2 separate regions of the Mus musculus genome follow, and region 1 is linked to region 2. Evidence: chromatin contacts called from public HiChIP or PLAC-seq data. All regions are on one chromosome and are shown on one strand. Each heading gives the region's core, a stretch centred on a gene start, on an enhancer-like site or on the middle of the called end of the contact. The rest is flanking DNA. Distances are from core to core; before and after follow the strand shown. Region 1 overlaps Gm19589 (predicted gene, 19589). Region 2 has its middle 13 kb from the start of Spp2.

Region 1 (4,285 bases), core at 1,776-4,275, 160 kb before region 2:
TGCACACCTCTGAGAGGAATCCCAGCTTTCATGAGAGCCAAAGCCCATGCTCTGTGCTGTTGGGGCAACTCAAGCGCACAGTCATGCTCTTTGCTTAAATAAACACGACTAACATGAAGAAGTGATACAGATCCCGAGAGTTCCCCAGAGTCAGGGACCTTCACGGGGGCTCAGCCCACAGGAGGAGCTCGGCTGGCAGTGATCCATGTGTGTCCCAGCCTTTCCAGAGGAGAGTGGCTGCACTGTTTCTCTGCTTTTCCTTTGATCTTGCGAGCCAATCCCTGTGCAGGCTCATCCTGCTCTCTCTCCCCCTGGAGCTGCTAAGCTGAGACAGAGAACAGATACTAGATCATGGATCATGGTGGATCTTCTCAAGCAGTCAGAGCTCCCGTGTCTGCCCAGGGAGCCAGAGGGTCCTGGTGGCTTTGAACCCTTGCCCATTCCCAAGAACACGAAGAAATCTTCCTTTTTTTTTCTAGAAAGGAAAGGTCAGTAAGTTTATGCTCAATATCTTCAGCTCATTCTTTTCTGTCAATACTAATTTTATTTGCTTTGTATTTATTCCTCTATATTTACCACTGAGAGCCCCAGAGAATGAAAGGACATCAGAATTCCTCCAGTTCTTTGTACTGAAGTTGCAATTGGTGGGGAAATCAGTGCCTGGCAGATGGCTATCAGGCTTAATTATTAATCCATAGCAAAGATTTTGGAACAATCAGGGATGACATTATCTCTCCCAGTTCCTTGAGGGCATTAGGGAAGGATCCAGGGGCTGGTCTCTCATATAGTGTGGGTGGAGGATGGACTGGAACAGTGAAGTCTGTAAGAGTTAGGGTGAGCTGGGTCCCCATTAGACCTCTGGAACCTTCCTCCCATTTCCCCAGTGTTTTAGCTTCATTTCCTGTTGCTGGGATGAAATATCACAACAAAAGCAACTTAAGGGAGAAAGGTTTATCTGGCTTACAGTTCCAGGTTACAGATCACCACTGTAGGGAAGCCAAGGAAGTAGGAACTCTTCTTACAACTGACTGTTCACATCAACCCACAGTCAAAAGCAGAAAGCAGTGAATGAATGTATCCCCTTGTTCAGCTCACTCCCCACCTCCAACCCCCGGCCACTTTCTAGGGAATGGTGTCACCCATAGTGGCTCACACACAGGCCAACCTGATCTAGACAATTGCTCTTTGAGACTCTTTCCCCAGGTAATTCTAGTCATGTCAAGTTGTCAATTAAAACTAACTAGCACAACCAATAAGGGCCAAGGTTTGGGCTTTCACAGAACATGGTAGGACCAGGAAGTTGAACTTTCTATATGGTGCCTTCAGGCTGTGCTTAAGGGTTCTAGTTAGCAAGGCAGAAGTTGCAAGAGAGGGTAAGTGAGATGATGTCATAGCTGGCTTTGGAACATACAGTTTCTTCTAAGGCCATTTATTCTCTTCTGGAGATCTAGAAAGCCTGTGTGGTGCTCTTCAGAATGAGAAGAGAGGGTGGGCATAAGGAAGACTCAGGTTGAGGAAGGTCAAGTAAAGCCAGATCTTGGATGAAGTAGAAGAGTCTCATGGGCCCCAAATTTAAGGAGATGTCCTCTTGCAAAACCATGAAATGAGTGCTGTGTGCCCCACTGCACACTGGCACTGAAGAAATGGGAAGAAGAAACATACATGAGTTGAGGAAGGGTAAGGTACTTCCATGGCAGAAACTCCAAGAGGCTAATGGGATGCATAGGCTCCTTGTCAGTACCCTGAGGTGATGTGCATCAATAAGCCTTCGTGAGGCATCGTGGAAAATGACTGAAGGAGAACACGTGCCTGTTGCATCTGTCCCTCACATAGGCTATTTAATTTCTTCTTTTAGCCTTCACTGTATTTAGAGGGAAAACTATATTTGGGTTAGTAGAATAGGGGTTAAAAGCATAATGGAGAAAAGTTATGTTTATGAGGAGAATGAGTCAGGGTATCAAAGGTGAGGAAACTACCCATGATTCTTGCAACTATGTCACAAGACAAAGCTCAGGTTCCATCAAGACAGTCCTTTGGAAGGGGAAGAGACATGGAGCCACCCAGATGACATGGGCAGGTGATGAACTAGAACGGGAACCAAAATGATGGAAGAATAAATTATCTCACCTTACCTGTGGACAGGGTGATCCTGACCAATCTAGTTTCAACACCTTAATAGCATGTCACCTACACTTAACTTTTTGGATCCAGATCCTACAGACTGACTGGTCTGAGTCTCCTAGGACTGAGGAGGCCCTCACTGGAGATTTGAGTCTAAGCAATTAAATTTGAGATCTAATGTTAAGGAATGTGATGGGGGAGATTGTCTCACCATTTCCAAAGAGTCCAGTGAAGAAAACATGTAGATTTTCACTATGCCAAATAGATGCTTCAAGTCCAGAGCCCTGATGCTCCTGGGTCCACAGGGTCACTAGGTGGACTCTGTGAGGAAGAGGCAAGGGGCAGATGGGTTTGGTTTGGAGACTATTTAAAGAAGTTTTTCTTGAGTTGATCTCCTGCTCTTTTCCTTATTTTTCCCAAGGACTCTCTAAGCATGGCAATATTATGGCGGCTGTGACTAGAGAAATGTGAAGGAATGAATAAGGTGGGATTGATTCCTGTGGCCTTAAAGTCATGTAGAGTGCAAACACTCTATATAATAACAGTGGATTGAAAGTTGGCCTTCCTCCTAGTCTTGGAAACCCCTTCTACTCAGTTGACAGCTACGTGCAGTCACCTTCCACTGCACTGAGTGGCCTCAACCCAGGGAGGATGCCAGTAGCCAATGTCCTAAACTCTTGGGCCCTGAGCATTCCATATACCATCTTATGTCACTGGCATGCTTGCCCTGTGGCACATAGATTATTTGACTCACCTATGGATGATGAAGCAAGGAACCACAACGTCTAAATAGCTTGCCCAAAGATAGGGAAGCTGGTTGGCGGCGGAGCTCGGGCACACACAGGCGTGACTCCCAAAGCTGCAGAGGACAGTGTGCTGGCTCAGTCACCCTCTTCTGCCTCTGTTCTCCCCTCCGTCCTCTGACTCACAGGAAGTTGCAGAGATACTGCAGGCAATTGTCCAGGCTGTGGGCTACACGACTCCCAATCATAGTGATGTCTCATTGCCACAATCAACCCTTCCAATTCGGTCCTCGACGCCAGCCCTCCCTCAGGTGCTGGCACTGTCTGCTTTTTTCTCCACCAGCTACAGTTACCATGCCCGTAACATCCAATCCCAGGAACACTCTCAATATGTTCTTAATAAAATCCAATCCTCCATCACTTCTTTTATTGTATTGCTTTTCCTCTTCATAAAAAGAACTCCTGAAAAGAAAAGTTGTTTCTTCTTGTCTTTGGTTCTTAATTCTTTTGCAAGGGGTCCTTGATTTTTGTTCCTATAGAAAAGAAACCTCTCGGGCTGGGGAGATGGCTCAGCGGTTAAGAGAACTGACTGCTCTTCCAAAGGTCCTGAGTTCAACCATCCATAATGAGATCTGACGCCCTCTCCTGGTGTGTCTAAAACAGCTACAGTGTACTTATATATAATAAATAAATAAATCTTTAAAAAAAGGAAAAGAAACCTCTCTCTCTCTCCCCCCACCCCTCTCTCCTCTTCCCCGAACAAAGGCTAGTATTGTTATGGCTTACATTTGTTAGCCAGCTAATGGGCTTTAGAGAAGTGATTGGATTCTGAGGGTTCTCACCTGCCTGATGAATTAAGTAATGTGAATTCAAAGTAGAAGGCGAGGCCTAGTTAGTGAATTTAAGTTACAGGTGTGCCCTGGAAAGATGTTGTTGTCATGGTTTCTTTTTAAATTGTCAACCCCAATACAACCTAGAGTGACTTGGGAAGAAGGAGCCTCCGTTGAAGAATTATCTGCACCAAGTTGGTCTGTAGTCATGTCTGTGAGAATTATCTTGGTTGAGGATTGATGTGGGTAGAAGGCTGTAGCCCACAGTGTGTGGCACCACCCCTAGGCTTTTCTCAGGTTTGTTTCACTATGGTCAGATAAACAGTCACTCAGACGCTGATAGTGCAGTGGTTTAAGGAAGCCTGGTTACTTTTTAAGCTGGTGGTTCATCTTGCCAAATATATGGGATCCTGGTCTTTTGGCCATTTAGGATTCAAGAGTTATAGGGTCATGGAGATTTCCACAGAGGTTTAAAAGGAATATTGGGAAGGAAGACAATACATGGCAGGATTAGGTGGCCCACAAGCAGTCTCTCAGAGGCTGAGGTGAGGAACTATAATTGAGACCCCAGGAAGTCAGGGATGCCAGGAA
Region 2 (4,165 bases), core at 1,225-3,724:
GAGAATATACTTCAGGCTGAGTCAGAGAAGATGGGCCCCAACACCCTCACACTTGCACAATCTTCTGTGCCCCTGTAGGACCCGCACACATTATCTCTTAGTACAACTCCTTAATTCCGTTTGCTTTCATTTCCCCTGGAAAACCCACCCATGATGTGTGCAGTCTGGTCGCACAGGCTCACACCACGAAACATATGCCCAGAACACAGAAAATGTAAAATCTGCAACCTGTAAGCGCCAATAACCAACATAGCACCAGGGTGGACCACATAGCTTTCCAAAGGTGGCATTGAGCCTAGGAGAGACCATGGGAACTTGACTTCTCAACCACTGGCCACCCTGTGTTCTCTGTGCCTCAACCCTTCAATGTCAGTAAGTTCTGTTCTGCCCATTATGTGTTCCAGATGTCTCCCTGACTTCCTCCTCAGAGCTAGTTGGGAGCCTCCTCTCTGTCCCCTGTCCCTTTTCCTAAAGCCCCACCATACCTCATGAATAAATTACAGCTATGCTAGACAGCTATTCACTATGGATTTAGGACTGTAATCACCCACAGGAATGCATACAACCTATGTGTCAAGAGAAAAAGTCCAGGTCCTCATTTTGCAAAAGCACCTGATCCAGTGAAAAGAGAGACCCGAGATGGTGATTATTCTATTTCCAGTTGACTGGATAGGTGCTATTTCTGGGTGTCTGGGAGTGTATTGCAGGTAGGATTTGTGTATACATTGCTACAATCAGTAGAGACATGGGGTGGAGGACATCATCTATCCCTATAAGATCTGAGAAGGAAGAGAGAGAGAGGTGGTTCTCTCTCTCTCTCTCTCTCTCTCTCTCTCTCTCTCTCTCTCTCTCTCTCTCTCTCTTTCTCTCTTGCTTCAACATTGACCTCTCCTGGCCCCTAGACTGGAACTTGAGCCCTCTCAACCCTGGTTCCTAAGATAGGACTCTGGGTGAAACTGCAAACCTATTGTGGGGCTTCTCAGTTTAATAAATCCCATTCCAAAGACACTTTCCATTGGTTCTAGAGAACCTTACCACATGACCATCCACAGTGATCACAAAGCTCACAGACAGGCTGGCAGGGTTGTCATCAAATCCACAGACTTGCTTCCATCCTCATGTGAGGAAGAACTCATGGACTGGAAACACAAGGAAATAGGATGTGCTAAGAAATATTTCAAGTAGGCAAGAGGGAAGAAGGGAGGGAGGGAGGGAGAGAGAGAGAGAGAGAGAGAGAGAGAGAGAGAGAGAGAGAGAGAGAGAGAGAGAGAGAGAGAGAGAGAGAAGGAACAAGGGCCTGGGGGCATCCCAGGGCATGCTGAAGAATGGTGCTGTTCAAGCACGCAATCCTTACTGGGTGCCTGCAGTGTCCATACAGAAAGAACAGAACAAGCCAGCTGGATGATGGCTCTCCCTCAAGAACTCCACAGCCCTCCAGGGGGAGGGGCAGTCTAAACAGAATATATTGAGGACCAATAACCACAGCCTCCCAACCAGGACGGCAGATGGGGAATGGGTTATAGGTCTGTCAAGGTGCTGAAGTTTTCATTTAGCATGAGGTATGGGTACCATGAGTAAAGGCATTAGGGAGGTTCCACAAGACAGAGGTACCAGAGGCTGCTCTGCAGGCAGAAGTTCTCAAGACAGGCTGCTTGGAGGGAGTGACTCTAAAGTTGGACTCTGGCAGAAGCATGCAGGGTTTTGTGTGTGTGTGTGTGTGGGGGGGGGTCAGAGACTTCAGGTAGGAGGGATAGTAAAGGCTGATAGAAGTAAGGAATGGGGACATGAGCTATGCACAAAGTGCCATGCTGAGATTTCAGAGCCTCCCAGGCTACCTCATCTAATCTTCTCACCCCTCCAAGGAAAGGAGGCCATTCTACAGACAAGAAAATCAACACAGGCTACTTGCATGATCTCCTCATCAGAGAAGCTCCCAGTGAAGGCAACTTGCCCCATCACTGAGAGAGTCTCTACAGTTTCTTCTAGAAGATCCCCCAAGATATGAAACAAAGGAGAGGGAAATCTACAAGGAGGTAGTGCAGCACTAGCAGCTTGGTCTTCCCAGGGTATGGAGCACTTGCGTGGGTAGTGGTCAGCTCCTCCTAGGAGGACATGCTACTGAGCATAGGGCAAGAGGACTCTAAGGCAACTACCATGATTTTTATGCCCAGGCAGCTGCCCTGAAGTGAGATAGGCAGGGGATGTCACACAATGAGCCTACAGAGATAAGGCAGGGCTACTGAATCCCCAATACCATGAATTAGGACACTGGGTGCAATCAGTGGTGATCCACTGATGAGGAGAAGTCAGCCTCCACCCTGAGTCCTAGGGACATGTCTCTCAGCATGATGCAGACATAGGTAGGACCTCATTGCCTGGCACAACGTGGCCATGTTCTAGAAAATTCTGTGTGCTCTCCTGATCTGCGTGTGCTGTGCATGTATGAATGCAGTGGTAGAGGCCAACCTGGGATCTCATGCATACTGGACATACTGGGCAAGTACTCTTGCCTGAGCCTTAATTCAGCCCAGATCTGGATACTGTCTTTGGTTTTGGTTTTGTTTTTTTCCTTCTACTTTTAATTGGTTCGTTGTGAATTTCACACTATGCACCTAATCCCACTCATCTCCCCCTCCCCTCATACCTGCCCTCTACCCTTGAAACCTTCCCCCGAACAGAGAAAAAATTCTTTCTGTGGAAGCTGTGGTGTGTCACAGTGTGTCCCACAGTTCACCCTTTTGTCCACACTTCTTTGTTTGCAAATGTTCATCGCAATGACTCATCTGTCTGGTGTGAGGCCTCTGGCTTCTGCTAGTCTATCAATACTGGACCCTCGCTGGGACTCCTCTCGGATTCACTGTTGTTGCCCTGTGTCATGGAGATCCTGTAGTTTTGAACCTGTAGGACCAGCCCCTTCATGCACTCCAGCCGTTCACTGATGGGGTACATGTTGGGATGAGCCCTTTCAAAACCTTGGATCTGAGAGGTATATGAGCTGGTCAGCTCAAAGGCTCTTCTATTATCATGCCCTCAGGGCATCTCACCACCACCAACCCCTGCAACCAAGGCCAGCTCTGCTCTGTTGCCCCAGTGAGACGCAGGACCCACTCTCCTGAGTGTTGTAGTTGGTGAAGGACATGGTCAATTCTCCCACTCTTATGACCCTGGGACTGTCTTTCCTGCCCACCATAGATAGTGAGGGGTGAAGGAGAAGAGGAGGGTGTCTCTCCCACATCCCTCATCTGCACCACTGTCCAGTAGACAAGAGGCAGGGCCGGTTCTCCCATACTCACACCCATGGTATTGGCTCACCTGCAACCCTATACAGGGCCAGCTCTACTGTGCTCTTCAAGTGAGATGCAGGGCCTGCTCTCCAGAGAGCTATAGCAACTGAGAGGCAGGGACAGCCCTCCTGCTTTGATGACCTCGGGCCAATTCTCCTGCCTGCCATAGATGGTATGGACTCAGGGGTGATACTCCCACTCACCCACCCACGTCACTGCAAGGCAGACAAGTTGTGGAGCCAGATCTCCTAAGCTCACACACTCAGTTTCACACACACACACACACACACACACACACACACACACACACACACACACCCATCTACTGCCAAGATCAGCTCTACTGTTGTGCCCTGGCAAGGTGCAGTGCCTGCACTCTCGAATGCTACAGCTGGTAAGGGACAGACAGAACTCGTCTGCTCTAATGATCTCAGGGCCAGGTCTGTTGCCTGCTGCAGGTGGTGAGAAGGAAGGCAGGGGAAAGGGTTATCTCTCTCTCTCATCCATGTCACCATACAGGAGACAAACAGCAGGGCTTATGCTTGCATCCTGGGGGCTATCTCACTCTCAGTGTGTGGGCCATACTCCGAGTACTACAGCTGGCTAGAGGCAGGGCCAGTTTACCCACTCTCATACTCCCAAGGGCCAGCTCTCCCACAATGCTCAGGTGAGGAGTGGAGCCCGTTCTGCAAAGCCGTCAGACATCAACATGTCTCAGAATGATAGCCCAGACCAGGGACATCTATCTGCCCGGCCTTTGGTGATAACAGACCCCCTACTGCTGCAGAGCCATAGACCCAGATATGTGCCCCTCCCCGGTTGCAGCACAGGCCATGACCCCACCATGGTCCTGGGTAACATTGCCAACTACTCACATCAGG

Evidence for each region. HiChIP or PLAC-seq counts read pairs in DNA pulled down with a chosen protein or histone mark.
Region 1: a contact with region 2 is called in an HNF4G HiChIP or PLAC-seq map of pancreatic cancer cells. The contact joins two enhancer-like sites. A contact is called at or near these places in 14 of 39 promoter capture datasets (the 3T3-L1 cell line, 3T3-L1-derived adipocytes, Sertoli cells and 7 more), 1 of 115 datasets of contacts at active chromatin or transcription factors (pancreatic cancer cells) and 2 of 9 other capture datasets (liver and macrophages).

The regions. Positions count from the first base shown.
Region 1 is chr1:88,555,366-88,559,650 of GRCm38.p6, reverse strand. It overlaps Gm19589 (predicted gene, 19589), which reads right to left. Exons shown (of 6, transcript NR_037971.2): 3 at 2,876-3,326; 4 at 2,333-2,442. Among named protein-coding and RNA genes, the nearest start is that of Gm19589, 6.0 kb to the right of the region's middle. Within about 2 kb of position 3,025, at least 33 of the 459 cell types and tissues checked have an H3K27ac peak or open chromatin away from gene starts, as enhancers often do. A contact at or near this core is called in pancreatic cancer cells, where this site is marked.
Region 2 is chr1:88,392,155-88,396,319 of GRCm38.p6, reverse strand. No RefSeq gene overlaps it. Among named protein-coding and RNA genes, the nearest start is that of Spp2, 13 kb to the left of the region's middle. Within about 2 kb of position 2,474, at least 6 of the 459 cell types and tissues checked have an H3K27ac peak or open chromatin away from gene starts, as enhancers often do. A contact at or near this core is called in pancreatic cancer cells, where this site is marked.